Linked DNA regions of Sus scrofa: region 2 is linked to region 1. A link is a contact called in public HiChIP or PLAC-seq data. All regions are on one chromosome and are shown on one strand. The core of a region is the stretch at or near the end of the contact, and the rest is flanking DNA. Distances in the headings are between cores, read along the strand shown.

Region 1 (2,935 bases), core at 121-2,620:
CAAGTTTGAGACCAGGTATAAGGATCTGCTCTTTTGAAGAGCAATACTGATTTTTCAGTCTGACCTCAGGGAGGTTCAGTTCTGAGGATTTTCTGTTTAAGCCACTGAGAGGCTTGTGTTTTTGTCTGTTTTCAGGTGTTCTTGGGATATATGATTTGGGATTTTGTTATAGGGGCTCTCAGCTGAAAACAGTTGGATGAAAATTATCATCTTCATCCCAAAGAAGACTTCGTACTTGTATCTTGTACAAGGAGTTTGATTTTTCAGTTTCACACACAGCAAACACATTTTTACACATCTGAGACAGGTGACAGAAAAAGGATAAAGGGTAATAGTTATTTGAATTATTACTGTTCCTTTTTCAGGCCTTAGCAGTTTAGTTCTTACTCTTTTTTGTATGTAATATAACATTTCATAGCAGGCATTTGATTGCAAATGAATTAAATAAGATGTATTTCACCTTTCTCAGGTTTTGGCACCCTAGGCATGACATTTTAATCAACAGTACAAATCTGTTGTTTCAAGAAGCGCTTTATCAATCAGCTCAGAACAGGAAAACCTAAGTATAATGAAGGTGGCTAAGATGAGGATTGAGATCATTAGTTAACTATGTTGTCTAATTACTCCAGTTTCTACCTCCCTTTGGCCTCAGAAGTAAAAAGTCAACTTGCCAAAAAAAAAAAAAAAAAACCCTCGTTGCCTGAAAAGGCAGTTTGTTGCACCTTACTGTAAACTCTTAGAAGAGGAACTAAAACTGCCATTTAAATAAGATGTTAATGAGATTTGGGGTGACTATGCTATGAATCAGCGAATTTGAAAACTAAAATTACTTCTGAATCCTCCGGTCAAAAAGCAAAGGCCTCCTCTTGGATTTGATTACTTTTACCATATGTGCATAATTAACCACCCCTTTAAAAAATTTCCTTACAATTTACACCTGTAATATGACGAAATATGAAATACTGCGACGAACATTAATCGGTCCAGCTATCCGAGGTATAGTCTCAGCAGGGGATGATGATGTCTGTCGTCTCAGCTCATCTTCACAAAAACTAGAGAAGAGGAACTGTCCATCCCACCCCTTGAAAGCTGCCACTGAAGCCGGGATTGCGCTTGGATCCCGGCAGTGCCGGCGAGATGACGTTCACGCGGTGGGGATTTCCGTATCGGTGACACGCCACTTCCGGTCGCTGGTGAGAATCAGTGACGTGGCAGGCGCGGCCAAGCACGGTCCTTCGGGCCGGGACACCCGGAGCAGTCAGGTGGCTTCTGGGCAGCCCCACAGGGAGAGAAGAGCTCACCGGCGGCGACAGCGGCGGCGGAGGGGGGAGAGGCCGGAGCCGGAAGTGCCACGTGTCCCGATTGCGCCTGCGCGGCCGGCGGCTGACAGGCAGTTCCGGCTGGGGCCTCCCTCGGTCTCTCTCCGCTCGGCTGCTTCCTCCCAGCCCGGCGTTCCCGGCCCGGCCGGCACGACTCTCGAGCCTCAGCACCCAGGCCAGGCCATGGCCGCCGGCGGGCTGGGGAGACTGTGGCGCCATGCCTAGGGCTTTATGCGCCTCCGGCTCTCTCTCCCTGCACCAGCCCTAAGTCGTTGGCCCCCTCCCTCCGCTTCCAGCAGTGGTCTTTCGGGTCGGCTTGGCGCTGTCGCAGACCCCGACCAGCCCCTTCCAGTCCCGACGAACACCGTCGTCATGTCCCAGCCCGGGATACCGGCCTCCGGCGCCGCCCCCACGGGCCTCCAGGCCCAGAACGGGGCCGCCCCAGCCTCGGGGTCTCATTACAGCAACGGTAAGTGCCGCTCAGAGGGGGCGTGGGGGCGGGAGGACGACCAAGTTCGGGCCCCCGGCTCGAGTTGACCTTTGGTTGCTGCCGCCGCCTGAGGCGACCGAGGAGGGGAGGGTGACCTCTCTGCCGGGGTCGGGAGCGGCTCAGGGTGCGAGGCCCCGCCACGGAGACCGCGGCTCGTCTTAGTGTTTCGTTTTTCATTATTTATTCATTCGTTCAGCAGACAGTTGTTGAGCCCTTGCTGTATGTAACGTCCAGGGTTTACGTGAGTGAGGAATACGGAGGCGGGCCGTACCTCACAATTCGCATCCAAGGCTCATAGTGTCTGTTTATGTGCCTTTCCCCTCCGCGCCGCCTCACTCACGTCTCGTAGAGAGCAGGATTTGGGGTTTGATTCATTCCAGTTCCGCAGTGGGGTGGGCGTCATACTCAGTGTGAATTGGCGGAGATGAACGAGTGAGTGCATGTTTTGGGGAGACCTCTTTAGGGCCCGCTCATCTCTCCCTGAACCTTCCCCGAATTGTAGTTAGGCCACCTGTTGTGGTTTTCAGCTTCGAAACAACTAAGTTAAGGGGAGGATCTGTTCAATTTCCAGAGGTCTTTAGATCACTGGGGAAGCGGTTGTACACGTCTCTGAACCTCTGACCAGAGTGTGCATGTGGCACTATAATTTTTCATTGGGTATGAGGCTGTCTTCTAATTGTGTACCCCTTCTAGGATTCTTTGAATTGTCCTATATTGTGATTTACTAAGTTTGCTATAATTGCTATTATTATATAAGACGTTTTCTGCCAACAGTTTGCCAAGTCACTAGTTTACTTGTAAAACTTTGGTTCTTGGAAACAAGTAGTAGAATAATTCTAAAATGCTTAATTGCCCGTTGGAATCTAAGATTGCTGGCAAGTTGGAGAAGATAGCCAATGACTAAAATAGCTACACTCTATTTTAGAGACTACTGTTTTCTCTACAAAGAAGGCCCTAAAAGACTTTTAAAAATGTGTGTGAGTAGGCAGGTATGTAGGCAGAAGCAAGAATCAGTGGGGGTAAGCCCTGAAATGGTGTTAAGTTGAATCAGTTTTTCTTTCTGAGATTTACAGTGACAGATTATGTAAACTACATTTTATTTTAGGCTGTTTAATTATATTTTCAC
Region 2 (2,935 bases), core at 173-2,672, 74 kb after region 1:
ATTTTATTACCTTCTAAGTAGGGTTTCACCAACTTCCTGATTTTGAGCAGACTTGTGTAGCAAGATCCATTGCAGAGGCTACACTAGATTGCTTCACCCCCTAGCCTCTGATGTAAACTGGCTACGTCGTCCATGAAGCAAGGGCTGTTGAGGGATTCAACTCCTTTATCAATTTACTCACTCAAATAGTTATTACTTAGCGCCAGGGCTGAACGACGACTTCTGTGGGCCCTCGGTACTCTGTTTTCGTGGGCTCTCTCCTCCATAAACACATTCCTAAAATTATATTTTATGACTCTGTTGGTATGGGAACGACTATAATCCAAGCTGGATTCGTCACTATATAAAAATTATGACACATTTCTTCTGATTTTAAAAGAAAATCAAATGAAAAATTTTCTTAGGTTCCTATTGCTGGCCCTTAACATGGCCTAACGGTTAAGTCTGTCTTGCTGAGCACTCACTGTTCCAGCCGTCAACCCAACAGTGCATGTCTTCATGGAGTTATGTTTTACTTAATGAGAAAACAGACAATACACAAAAAAAGTACATTTAGCTTGTGAGTCGGTTGTAAGTATTAAGGAGAAAAAGCAGATAAGGAGAATAAGGAGTGTTGAGAGGGGGTGGTAATTTATTTTATTTTTGTCTTTTTTTTTTTTTTTTTGCTTTCTTTTAGGGCCACGCTCACTGAATGTGGACGTCCCCAGCTAGGGGTTGAATCAGAGCTGTAGCCCCACAGCCACAGCAAGGCCGGATCGGAGCTGCATCTGCGACCTAAACCACAGCTCAAGGCAACGCGGGATCCTTAACCCACTGAGCGAGGCCAGGGATCCAACCTGCGTCCTCATGGATGCTAGTCAGATTCGTTACCCCTGAGCCATAATGGAAACTCCTAAGGGGTGGTAATTTAAAGAGAATGGACAGAGGAGACTTCAATGGGAGAATCTTGAACAAAGACAGGCGAAACAAACTAGCCATGTACTTGGGGGAAGCGCAGTGACAGATGAGGAATCAGCACCAAGAACAAACCCCAAACGCCCAGAGCTCCCTGAAGCGTCACTCTCGCAGTTAACCTCTTCCCCAGGCCTATACGCAAGGCCGCAGGAGGTCACCGGAAACCAGTACCTGCCGCTGCAACCTCCATTTTGCTTCCTGGCACCGCCGAGGAGCGGTCGTCTATTTCTCGTTCCTATCCGGTGCCCTTGCGTCAGGCTAGGTGCCGCTTTTCTTCACCTCCGACTGAACTGCAGGAAGACCGAGTCGCGGGGAAGAGAAACAGCGAGAGCCAGCCCTGCCCAAGGAATTGGGACGGCCACCGATGCCCTCATTCAAGATGGCGGCGCAAGCCTCGCGTTTGGTCCCGTCAGGCGGCGCGCATGGTGAGGCCGCGTCTGCGGCCTCGCGCTCGGGGGGGCGGGTCCACAGAGACTGGGGCACGCGCGCCCGGCGGCCCGGCCTGAAGTCATCCGCGCTGCCGCAGCCGCCGCCGCCCCCGTCGTCGTCACCACTCCCGGGTTATGGAGGGGAAGATGGAGCCGGTCACCGTCGCTACCGACAGCGGGGACCGGCCGGGGGCCCTGGCGGGCTCAGGCCTGTCCGCTTCCCAGCGTCGGGCCGAGCTGCGGCGGAGAAAGCTGCTCATGAACTCAGAACAGCGCATCAATCGGATCATGGGTTTTCACAGGCCGGGGAGCAGCGCGGGTGAGAGCCTCCGTTTCCCTAGTTACCCCCCCCCCCCCGCACGCCGGTCCCTAGGAGTCTTGTGGATCGTTTCCCTCCACCCTGCCGACCTTTTTGACCAAGCCTTGCTCTCTGACCTCCCCTCTGGTCCCGCTCCTTAGCTGGGGGTCCCAAGTTCTCACTTCCTAACCCAGGGACGTTTCTAGTCTCTCTCTTCAGTTTTCCAGTGGGGGGGCTTCGCCCTGAGGTGGTCCCCACCTCTGCCGCCGGCGGCGAAGCTCGCTCCTGAGACCCTCTGGCCAGTTACCCAGAGGGGGCCCCTTCCCCCCCTTGCCTTGCTTGAAGGACGCACATCTTATCCCCAGACTGCTCTGGCTCTTGTGCCTTCCTTTCTTTCCGTTTCTGAAGCTTTTTCCCTTCCATTGCCTTCCCTACCGTCTCCCTTCTTTTGCCCTTTGCTGTAACTGTCGGCCCGCATGCACTTGTCTTTACTGAAGTGCCCCCTGGTCCTTCCTACGCGGATCGGGGGCTCATGGTCAGAGCTTCGTGTCTGGGTTTGGTGCCCTCAACCCTTCTCGACAGGCCTTCCAAAACAGGTGAAAAACATTGCAAGGACCGTTCTTTAGAGACCCAGCAAGTGGGACGTGTCCATCTGAGTGAGGTCTTATCTCCTAGTGTGCTGAGATTGAGGTTAAGTGATGTCAGGAACTGAATTTGACGCTGAAGAGAGTTCCTCGTTTCTCTCCAGGTGACGTTTACAAAGAGTCTCTTAAAATTTTTTTTCTGTGAATATTCACTGAGCACTTGATATTATGTCAGATTCTCTATGTTTCCACTGAGCATTGCAGTTAGTATTTGGCCTTTGGTCACTGGTTGCAAGTTCTGTAGATCTTTGTGTTAACTTCTTTGTGGGCCTTTAGCTATGTAGCTCTGAACTTCTAGACAGTTCACAGGTTTGCGACTTAAAAGTACCAAGAGAGGTAAGAGTATTGTTTCAAATTCTAGAACAATGGTGAGAAGACGTATTTTCCCCTTTAAGGATTAATAGCAGAATATGTGTTCTTTCCTGAAGCATTTATTTTCTTTCTCAAGGTACATTGTATATGTTGTTCTATTATGTTAAAATTTGTATTTTATTTGTCATTAAAGGTTTTTTTTGTTTTCTTTGAAAGCAGAATAGCATCCTCAATCTGCTTAAGTACCTATCACTGGCTCCCTGACTCCAGTAGGAGGATTATGTAAACAGCAGCTGTAG

Evidence for each region. HiChIP or PLAC-seq counts read pairs in DNA pulled down with a chosen protein or histone mark.
Region 2: an H3K27ac HiChIP or PLAC-seq map of alveolar macrophages shows a contact between it and region 1. The contact joins the promoter of CAMLG here to the promoter of SEC24A in region 1. A contact is called at or near these places in 5 of 47 Hi-C or Micro-C datasets (epiblast stem cells, fetal heart ventricle, heart right ventricle and 2 more) and 2 of 2 datasets of contacts at active chromatin or transcription factors (alveolar macrophages and skeletal muscle).

What each region holds. Positions count from the first base shown.
Region 1 is chr2:136,882,680-136,885,614 of Sscrofa11.1, forward strand. It overlaps SEC24A (SEC24 homolog A, COPII coat complex component), which reads left to right and starts at 1,371. Exons shown (of 23, transcript NM_001243924.1): 1 at 1,371-1,788. The coding sequence starts at 1,551.
Region 2 is chr2:136,956,204-136,959,138 of Sscrofa11.1, forward strand. It overlaps CAMLG (calcium modulating ligand), which reads left to right and starts at 1,423. Exons shown (of 4, transcript NM_001244893.1): 1 at 1,423-1,701. The coding sequence starts at 1,518. LOC102164588 (a long non-coding RNA gene) reads right to left here and starts at 1,329. Exons shown (of 3, transcript XR_298148.3): 1 at 1,126-1,329.